Linked DNA regions of Mus musculus: region 2 is linked to region 1. The links are chromatin contacts, called in public Hi-C maps. All regions are on one chromosome and are shown on one strand. Each heading gives the region's core, a stretch centred on a gene start, on an enhancer-like site or on the middle of the called end of the contact. The rest is flanking DNA. Distances are from core to core; before and after follow the strand shown.

Region 1 (5,050 bases), core at 2,183-4,682:
ACTCGGGGAGCTTCTCTGAGTACACATCTTCTTTCTTTTGGATTTTTTTTTTTTTTTTTTTGACAAGCACAGTGCAGAACACGGCAGAACCGGTCTCTCTGGGGACCCGAGACTTTTCTTGGCAGCCCGGCGCATCTCGAATTGGCATGTCTTTTTCCGTACAAACTCCCGCTCTTAGCTTGCATCTCCCCCTAGCTCCCCTGACTCACACTGTTTCTCTCAGCAAAGCATAGATCTCACATCTCCCCTCCGTACCCTGCCTCAAGCTGTCTGTGTTTTCTCCTATCTCAGTTCCAACCTGCCACGGTATCAGCGTTCCCAGCAGCCTCGTGTCCTGCACATAAGCTGTTAAGTGGCCATCTGTGCACTGATAGAAAAGACTGAACAAGACGTACGTGGTCAAGTTCAGGGAAAGCCCGGGCGTCTCCAGGGACCCGCCAGGTGTGTATGGACTTAGCATTAGCTCTTCTTTCGATACAGTCATTTAGCCAGACAGGGACCTGTGCACAGCAGAATTCCCAGAGTGTCTGCTGGGACTTGAGGACATCTACCCTCATGGACTGAACCAGAACCCCAGTCTTCCATTGTGAGGCAGCCATGTATTGGACTAGCCTCTAAGCCTAATAAATCTCATGTATATGTATATGATGTGTATGTGTTCTATCAGTTCTGTTCCTTTAGAAAACACTGAGTGATACAGGTTGTAGTATCATGCACGATTCTAGAGAAACAGAATTATAAGGATGAATTTTTAAAGTACCAGACTACATTAAAAGTACCCCATAAGCTTTCCAATTTGCTGATACCTACAGTTGCCAAAGACTCCCAGATAGCAAGATGAACACTGAGAGCCCATGACTGGAAATATTTGAAGGCCTCGTTACCGAGAGGAGCAAGGAATTTAGTGACTCTGTAGGAGAAACTTTTGCCTACTTGAGGAACACTAAGGTTTTCCTTAAGATGACGGTGCTAACTGGTGGCTTCGAGCATCTGTGGGTAAACTGACACAGGAAAAACATGATGAGAAGGTTAACCGGCTCCAGATGCACATGAATAGTCAGTCCACAGGTTTCTCTTCCAGGTGCCCTGGAAGAGAGTCTTTGCCCCAGCAGCCATAGGAGACAAGTTGCCAGAAATCAACCCCAATCCCTCATTCTAAGACTGGTGACCGGGAAGGCCGAGAACCTCGAAAAATGGGAGCAGAACAGAGCAGGCTTCTCATGACTTTGCCACAGCTCTACTGTGATGTGTGTGTGATCATTTCTACCGTTCTGCTTGGCACGAGCTTAAACTGGGTGTGGCGATGCTGGAATACATCATCTTTTTTCTTAGGAACAGGCGACCCTGTATTAACATCCTCCTGCCTTGCCCATGTGTGTAATGGTTCCTCTGATATTTCTGTCTAAGTCTCTGCAACCGTATCTTCAAGTTCTCTCAGAAGCTTCCAAGAATAATTCATTTATGTTAGGAGAAGACAAAGTCATCTAAACTGGGCTAGCTGTCCAGAAAACATAAAAAAAATAAAAAATAAATGTTCTTGGATTCCTATACAATTTTAAATGTGTTTATTAGAAAAACATCTCTCCCAAGTGAAGCAGCCAATTACAAAAGTCTCTGCCACAAACATGCCGGGAGATTTATTTTTGTCTATTTATACAAATAGGCTTTGCAAACCGGTAAGAAAAAGACATCCGAACCAGGAGACGTGAGTCACGGGAACAAATGGGTGGTTTTTAGAGACAGGAAATGCAAGAGGCCAATGAGCATAGGAAATATGCCCCATCTCTCATGATTAATGCGAAGCAATAATGAGATTAAATCGGTAGATCACACGATTAGCAAAAATTAAAGTGACGAAAGCCAATGCTGACAAAGATACGGAATGAGCTTGCCTACGTGGCTGTTCAGTGTGGAAATTGCTACAATATATTTGAGGGGATATTTAATAACATAGATCAAAAGTTGAAATGCATGCATTTGCCTTTAGGGATTTGACCATGCAACTCAAAAAAAAAAAATGTCCTGGGATATTCCTTGCAAGATTGCATAGAGACAGATGAAGGCTTTGTTGCTGGCTGGCTGGCAGCCTAGCTAAGAGATGAAACTATGTAGCCATTAGGAAGAACAAAGTGGAGGCTGGGAGGGGATAACTCAGTCAGTAAAGTGCTTGCCTTGCAAGCAGGAGGACCTGAGTCCAATTCCTCCAAACTCATCATGGAAGAGCCAGACACGGTGGTCCGTGTTTCTAACCCCACTCCAGGGGAGATGGAGAGAGGTGTCCCTGGGGCCCACTGGCCAGCCAGCCTAACCTACGTGATGAGTTCCAGGACAGTGAACGACCCTATTTCAGAAAGGAGGTGGCTAGTGTCTGAAGAACGGCAACCGAGGATGTCCTCTGGCCTTATGTGGAAACCTATGCACACATGGGTACACTCACCCCACCCCCACACGCATTCCTGCCCTGCCCTACACAAAACGATGGAGTAGCCTCATGTTGTCTTAGAGGCTGATGTGAAAGGCACTCAGACCCACCGCCTGGAAGGTGTTACACAGTCAGGCTGGTGAGCCTGTGGGCAGGGCACCGCTGAACCAATCTACAGTCTTGATGTCCCTACAGGGACACAGGTTTGTGTCATCAGTTTTTTTTTTTTTTAATTAATTTATTTATTTATTATATGTAAGTACACTGTAGCTGTCCTCAGACACTCCAGAAGAGGGAGTCAGATCTTGTTACGGATGGTTATGAGCCACCATGTGGTTGCTGGGATTTGAACTTCCAACCTTTGGAAGAGCAGTCGGGTGCTCTTACCCACCGAGCCATCTCACCAGCCCGTGTCATCAGTTTTGAAAAGAGCCATTTCCACCTCCGTTCCCCGCCCATCTCCATTCCCCACCCTCATCATTCCATACTTCCTCAGGTTCCTGATGGATGTTGGACTTCTCTGATGGACAAGGACCCTGGGCAGGACTTGAGGGCTCTCCCATTCTCTGCCCCTCCTAATCTCTGCTACTGTTAGGCTTCCCGGGATTCTGGGCTCCAAGTGTGGCCACGAGCTCCTTTGTGGCCTTTATCTGTGATTTACTGTTTTGGGGAGGTGTTTTTCCTTAGTTTCTTGGCTCAACCTCAAACTGTGGATCTATTTCAACATCTGCTTCCTGGTGTTGGCAGTGTCGTCTCCCACCCTGTGCTTGGGTCCTCCTAACTCCCACGACACTCAGCAGCCTCTCCTTTTCCTCCTCTGTGCCAGCTGTTTCCATAGTCAGAACTGGAGTGTAGCTGGGGGAGGGGATCGGGTCATCTCTGCTCTGAGTGGGTGCTCACCTTTGCCTTCTCGAGACCTTGCACTCTTTTATTCAGCACCAAACTACTAGATCCCAGGGTGAGAGGGAGTCACAGTGGGGCTCAGTCAGACAGCAGCCCTTCGGAGGGTTTCTAGTTCAGGAACGGCATGGGATGCTGACAGAAGACGATGCTGTCCAGAGTCACGCTCCAGCACACCCTGTACACATCGAAGTCTCTTGAACAGAGGAGAGCAAAGAAAATGGATTGCCTGGCCACTTTCCTCCTTCCCACTCCTAATCTGATTGTAACGTAGCCTTTGAAAAGTGAGGGTGTGCTGGCTCCGGTTCTCAGGGAAACCTCGTACCGAGAGAGGTAATTGGTGGGGACTTGATTGTCCCTTTTCAGTTGGGGGCTAGAAAACAGAGTCATTAGCAGCTGTCTGAGCTTGGGAGAAAGCTCTCTCTCTCTCTCTCTCTCTCTCTCTCCCTCTCTCTCACGCACACACACACACACACACACACACACACACACACGCGCGCGCGCGTGTGTGTGTGTGTACATGTGTGCTGTCTCACGCTATACACACACTCTGGGAAGCCGAGTGTGAGAATGAGGGGGTAATGATGATGATGATGATGATGAGGAGGAGGAGGAGGAGGAGGAGCGTGGCGGGTGGTGTGGGGATGTGCAGGGTATCTGGGGTCTCTCCCCCCACTAGCATCGAAATTGCTATAACTACAGATTAAGTGATTCTGACCCCAGGAGACAAGGAGCACTGTTTCCAAGGGAACCACACGCCTCAATCACAGTCCCTGGAAGGGAGGGTGAGCCAGGATGGAGGAGCAGCCTTCCCCTGTCCAGAGCAGCAGCCCTGCCTGTGGGTCCCTCAGCTCTGCTGTAACTTGCTGAGAGGCCCGAGCTGGGCCCTTCACAGTCACCTCCCTGCTGAGCTTGCACTAGCAGGGGGCTGCAGGCAGGCTGGGTCCCAGGCAAGGTACGCACAAGTATGGGGACCTGGATTTGTTCCCCAATACATAGTAAAAAAAAAAAAACAAACAAAAACCCCTCTTAATGGCAGTCCTCCTTGTAATCCAAGAGCTGTGAAGATGGAGATGGGAGGATTTCTGAGGCTCACCAGCCAGCCAGCCTAGCCCAAAATTGGGGATCTCTGGATCCTAGTGAGAGAGACCTTGTCTCAGGAGGGCTCCTCTTGACCTCTGGCTAGTGCCTGCACACTCACACACACACAAACATCTGTACATACATGTGCAAATGCAGACACACACTAAAAACACGTAGGGTAAAGCATGCCTATGGATCCACCAATTCTGTTTCTCTTGAGACTGCTCACTCCGGTGTGAGTCTAGCCTTCTGGGTGGGGCTAGGGGACCCAGAGAAGCCACTTCTCTCCACACTCTGCTACTTCTGGTAGCTCTAGCTATGCCACCCGCCAGGGAAAAGGGTCCCCTTTAGGGTGAGAGTGGAGTCCAGAGGACAGCAGCAACAAAAGCAAAAGGGGGACTAGAACAACAAGGCCCTGAGATAGCCATGAGGAACTGAGACCAACTGTTGCCCGCTATCTCCTGGGCCATGAGTCAGCCAGGTCAAGGCAACCCGGGTCCCATTCCATCATCAAGGGGGCACAGTAATGTGACAGTGAATAGAGCCCTGGGAGCCTTTCTTGGGGCAGATGCCATCCCCCAAGCCTCATGCTCTTCACAGCTATTAGAGAAGGCCTGGTGCATTTATGTGCCTAGCAAGTAGTGG
Region 2 (5,217 bases), core at 1,079-3,578, 92 kb after region 1:
TGCCAGCCCCATGCTTCAAATCCCCCATGGCCTTTGTGGCACACATCAGGCAAACCCACGCTTTGCCACTGTACCTTTCTCTCTGGGTTCCAGAGGAGCCTCTCCGTGAAGGAAAACGCAACACAAACTTAGTTTGTGAACAATGGTAACTCAATCTCTGGGCGCAACAACTAAAATCCTAACTTGTAAGCCTTATTAAATCTAGGTCCTCCAGCGGCGAATCCCACCAACAGAGAGACACAGAGACAGAGAGACACAGACAGACAGACACACACACAGACACAAAAGCATGCATACATAGGAACACACAAAGAGGGGTGTGTGAGTCCCCCAAACAGTGTCATAAATTAAACCACAGTAAGATTGCACCAGAATGGCCCCATGAGAAAAGCTGGCAGTACCACATGCTGACCAAGAAGATATGGGTTCCCAGGTGTCTCACACTCTGCTGCTGTGTCACAGTCTGCCCTACTTCTGCCAGAGCCATGTTTTCCCTCCATGATAGACTCTGTCCTCTGAAACCATGAGCTGGAACCCCCTGCCCCCAAATTGCTTCTGCCAGATATTTTGTTATACTTCTGAGAAAAGCATATACCCATGATGCTCCCCGTGACCACGGTCAAGGGCCAGGCTGCTGCCCGTGGCTCGCCTAGATGCCCTGCAGCTGAAAGTCAGCTCAGGGTCACCAAAACCCCACAGCATTTCGGGCATTGGAAAATGTGTCCTCTGGGCTGGGATTATTGTGTAAATTAAAAGGCCCTCTTTCCTAGAAGACACAGACCCTTGTCACACAGGATTAGATTCCAGCTCTCCTGTGCCCCATAGTCTGGACCTTTGTGCCCAACTGCACCCAGGGATCACTGGGCCCTTTTCTTTTTATTATGTGTATGCATGTGGTGGGGGTATGCACATGAGCGCAGGTGCTGCAGAGGCCAGGAGAGGTCATCGGATGTAGCTGGAGATGCAGGCAGTTGTGAGCTTCCTGAACCCAGATCCTCTGTAAGAACAGTACGTGTTCTTAACTACTGAGCTATCTCCCAGCCCCCCTAACCTCGCTGTCTTTGAGCAAGTCCCTTGCTTCTCTGTGTGCTTCAGTTTCTCCCTTGTAGAGTAGGAATCAATAGTTGTAAAGACTCAGTGATATAACAGAAAGAAACTTGCCTTGAGAACTATGATAGGCTTGGGGTACATGCCGTTCCCCTCCTAGCCTGGCAGACAGATAGAAGGTGGATGAATGGTTGGGGCATATGAAGGTTCCTCATCCACTGGATTTGGAAGCTCCTGGGAGGCTGGTGAGGAACACCTCTGAGTGTGTCCGTGAGGGGGTTTCCAGAGAGAATTAACTGAGGGAGGAGACGTACCATGAACGTGGCTTGTACCGTCTCAAAGCCTGGCATCCTGACCTGAATAAAAGCTGAGTATAGTCATCTTTTCCTTCTGCTTCCGAGCCATGGGAGGTGGACTGCTTGGCTCTACCATACAGTTTCCCCCCCGTCATGGAACAAAATTTCCAAAACTGTTAACCAAGATAAATTTTTCTTTCCTTGTTCCTATCAGGTAGAACTAACTAATACAGGGAGTGAGTGTCTAATAGGTAGAAATGGAGAATAGGTGATTGGATGGATGGTCAGATAGGTAGGAAATTAGATGGATGCATGGATGGATGAATGGTTCACGGATGCATGGATGGATAGATGCATGGATGCATGGATGGAAGCAAGGATGAATGGATGGATGCATGCATGGGTGGATGAATGGATGCATGGATGGATAGATGCATGGATGCATGGATGGAAGCAAGGATGAATTGATGGATGCATGGATGGATGCATGCATGGGTGGATGAATGGATGCATGGATGGATAGATTGATGGATGGGTGGATAGATGGGTGGATGGACAATAAGATGATCTCTCAACTCCAGCTCTTAGTTCTTTGTTCTCCCTGGAGCAATGAGAGGCAAGAGACTTGGAAGCTACAGTCAGTGTCTTCTGATCTCTCTTTTGTCCCCCAGGTATCCCCAACTCAGTCAGTCTCAAGATCCTGACCATTTGAGTTCGAATGTCTCTGAAAAACTTCTCCAGTATGTTTGGAAAGGGCCATGGCAGGAAGGTGAAGGGAGTTCACATCTTAGGCCAGTCCCTCCCCCAGCCCATGAGGTCCTGCTCTCCATGGGATGGAGGAGCAGAGCCCCCTCCTGGGCCCTGATCTGTAACGAGATAACTGATTGTTCTTTCCTCTTATTCTCCTTCTCCATAAAGGGCTAGACAGAGACGAGGCAATTAAAAGGCGTTCCCAGCCGCCCAGAGAGATTCAATGAATATTAACCGGCTTCCAGCTGCCGTCTGGCAAAGGCCTTGGAGCAGACAGCTCCAGAAAGGTTTCTGGGCCCTTGGGATGACTCAATTTTCAAGAGAACAATAGGGGAGTTTGCTCTGCCTGGTGACCATTGAGCGTCTCCTGCAGGAAGAAATGAGGTCCTGCAGCTGCCCGGATGTAAAGCTTGAAGAGACTGGGCTGGGATGCAGAACAGGGACTCTGAAGTCACACACGTGGTATCTGTCACGTATGCAAGCATCTGAACAGACAAGGTAGTTGGCTAGGTGTAGAGGGATTTGTGGGAACCAGGGGAAGGCTGGAACCAATATGGGCAGGGTCACCAGACTTTGTGGGCTTTTTTCAGAGAACAGGAGTGACGGTGAAGAAGAGAGGTGTATGTGTCTCATGCACACACCTTACTTAACCTGTCGTGTCCTGCTGGTCCTCTGGTCCAGAGTAGACAATGGAGATGCACAGGGAGTTGGTTGGCACCTGACTTCAGCCACATCCTGCATCTGGTTCTTAGCATGGTAGTTCAGAAAAGAGCAGAGGCTAGCCCAAAGCCCCGCAGCTACGGAGTACATGAGTGTCAGCTCTCTGTCTCGCTTCTACCTGTATAACAATCATCTTTGGAGCACAGCATATATAGCCCCCACTCCAAAGAGCCTCTTAACCCAAATCTAGATGACACTCCCTTCACAGATACTGGCAGGCCACATTCTATGGACTCGGGAGGAATTCTGTCATTTCTCATTTAGTTCTTTTGGAATCCTCAGTGACTCACATGGTGCCCATGTATCATGAATGGGATGGGGATGTTCAGACAACAAAATAAGTCTACACAAACCTATTCCAGCCTTTTGCTCTTGAAGCTGGGGGTGGGAGTCAAAAGTGTCAACAGACACGCTGTGGATATTCATTCTACAATAGACGAGACAAGCCCTAACCAGAGCTATGGCCTGCCCATCCCACTAGGTTGCTGGTATTCACGGATGGACATGCAATGAGGCCTGGCAAGGGAGCCACCCCCCCCCCCCAGCTGTGAGTTGGCCAGGCAATGCGAACAATCTCCTAGGTAAAGGGGCTCTTCAGTGAGTAACAGGCTGAGGCTTCAGCTCTGTACCTTTTCTCTGTCCTGGTTCAGAACTATCTAGGAAACTCTGGCCTCAACACTCAGCCCAGCCCCGGCCTGGACCTAATCTGCCAGATCTTTCCAGAAGCCTCTGTCTTGGAGGTAGGCAGACTTGGGTACCAAACCTTGTTCAGAGTAGCCCTGAACAAGTTATTAAAGCTCTTGAGGCTCTGTGTAAAGAACTGGAACTCAGGGATGTCACCCGCCTGGGAGCTCAGGTATGAACAGTATATTCAGTAAGTACATTAGCTAAGGTTCTATAGAGAAACAGAACTGATAACATGAATATCTATCTACATAGCTGTCTGTCTATTGGTCACACACACATACGAAAAGGGCATTTATCAACTGGCTTAGAGGCTGAGGAATGGCTAGTTCAACAATAGCTGTCACCCAACCCAAAGACCAAGATCTGGTGCTGTTCAGTCCGCAAGGCTGGATGTATCCGTTGGAATCCTGAAGACGTGGGTTATAATACCAGTGAAGGAATGCCTCAGCAATGGGATAGATGAACTTGTCAGCAAGGATGAGAGCAAGCAAGCAAAAACATCCTTCTTCTGTTTCAAGGTAATCCCGCCAGAGGCCACCACGTGGACAGTCTTAAAGCCAAGAAGAAAATCAATATTGCCAGCCTGCAGTCGCACAGGGAACTTAGTCAAATCACACAGGCCCGAGCTTTACAGATCTTTGTCTTTTGTGCACAAAAACCACATCCTGGTTGTCACACTTCAGTCTGCAAGAAGCAAAACTACAGAAGTCAAAAAGCAAGGTTAATCCATCTAGGAACTTGTCTGGATCCCAGAACTATGGGCTAGAACTTTGTTCCTGTTTTGGCAGGTGTTGTGACCTGCATGCTGGGTTTTAAGGTCAGAATGGTGCCTCTAACGAACGTGGTGTCAGTCATGCTAAGGTCTGGGGACCTGTTAGACTTCCATGTCCTTTTATGTAGGCTGCTACCAGAAAATATGGCCCAGATTTAGGGTGGGTCATCCCATCTCAAATGACACAATCAATGAATGTATGCCCAGCTGTTTGGGTTTTAGCTGATTCCAGCTGTAAAGTTGACAACCAAAATTAGCCATCATGGTAGGCATCAAGTAGGGCCAAGATTGAGATGGCAAATGGGTGTACCACTGCCAGAGTGATGCTCCACAGCAAGCTCACCCCTGCCCCAGGGTGTGGCTGATGAAGCTCCGCCCACCCCATTGGGGTACTCAAGGTGCACAGGCAGTTGTTAGAAAGAAGTCTTATCCTTCCTGCCTGCTCATGAGCTGAGGCTCCTCCCTGAACACTGTCAGCACTATTTTTATGAATCCATTGATCAGCAAGTCTTTGCTGAGCATCTGTCTGGTTCACTACCAGGCGCCCCCTCGATGCCCCAGGGGACTTAGCCAGATGCCTCCCAGATTGCAATCAAGCTGCAGTGTAAGGGCTCTCCTTCGGTGTCTCATATGCTTAGAGCAAGAAGGTCACATACCTCTAATGTGGTGTCAGTCATGCTAAAGTCTGGGGGCCTGCTAGACTTCCGTGTCCTTTTATGTAGGCTGCCACCAGAAAATATGGCCCAGATCTAGGGTGGGTCTTCCCATCTCAAATGATGCAATCAAGGAACATATGCCCAGCTGTTGGGGTTTTAGTTCATTCCAGATGTAAAGTTGACAATCAAAATTAGCCATCACAGTAGGTGTTAATAAACCATGCTAAGATGGAGGTTCTCTGCATTTAGGATGGGCATCCCTGCTGCCTCTCTTCTTGGTAGTGGCATC

The links. A called contact is a pair of places that touch in the nucleus more often than the background predicts.
Region 2: a contact with region 1 is called in a Hi-C map of the N1E-115 cell line, with 4 times the contacts expected there. The contact joins two enhancer-like sites. A contact is called at or near these places in 1 of 15 datasets of contacts at CTCF or cohesin (stem cell-derived epiblast-like cells) and 10 of 484 Hi-C or Micro-C datasets (8-cell embryo, B cells, the CH12 cell line and 7 more).

Annotation. Positions count from the first base shown.
Region 1 is chr10:60,889,844-60,894,893 of GRCm38.p6, forward strand. It overlaps Gm36750 (a long non-coding RNA gene), which reads left to right. Exons shown (of 2, transcript XR_871757.1): 2 at 292-643. Among named protein-coding and RNA genes, the nearest start is that of Gm36750, 3.8 kb to the left of the region's middle. Within about 2 kb of position 3,433, at least 18 of the 459 cell types and tissues checked have an H3K27ac peak or open chromatin away from gene starts, as enhancers often do. A contact at or near this core is called in the N1E-115 cell line, where this site is marked.
Region 2 is chr10:60,982,968-60,988,184 of GRCm38.p6, forward strand. No RefSeq gene overlaps it. Among named protein-coding and RNA genes, the nearest start is that of Mir466j, 25 kb to the left of the region's middle. Within about 2 kb of position 2,329, at least 16 of the 459 cell types and tissues checked have an H3K27ac peak or open chromatin away from gene starts, as enhancers often do. A contact at or near this core is called in the N1E-115 cell line, where this site is marked.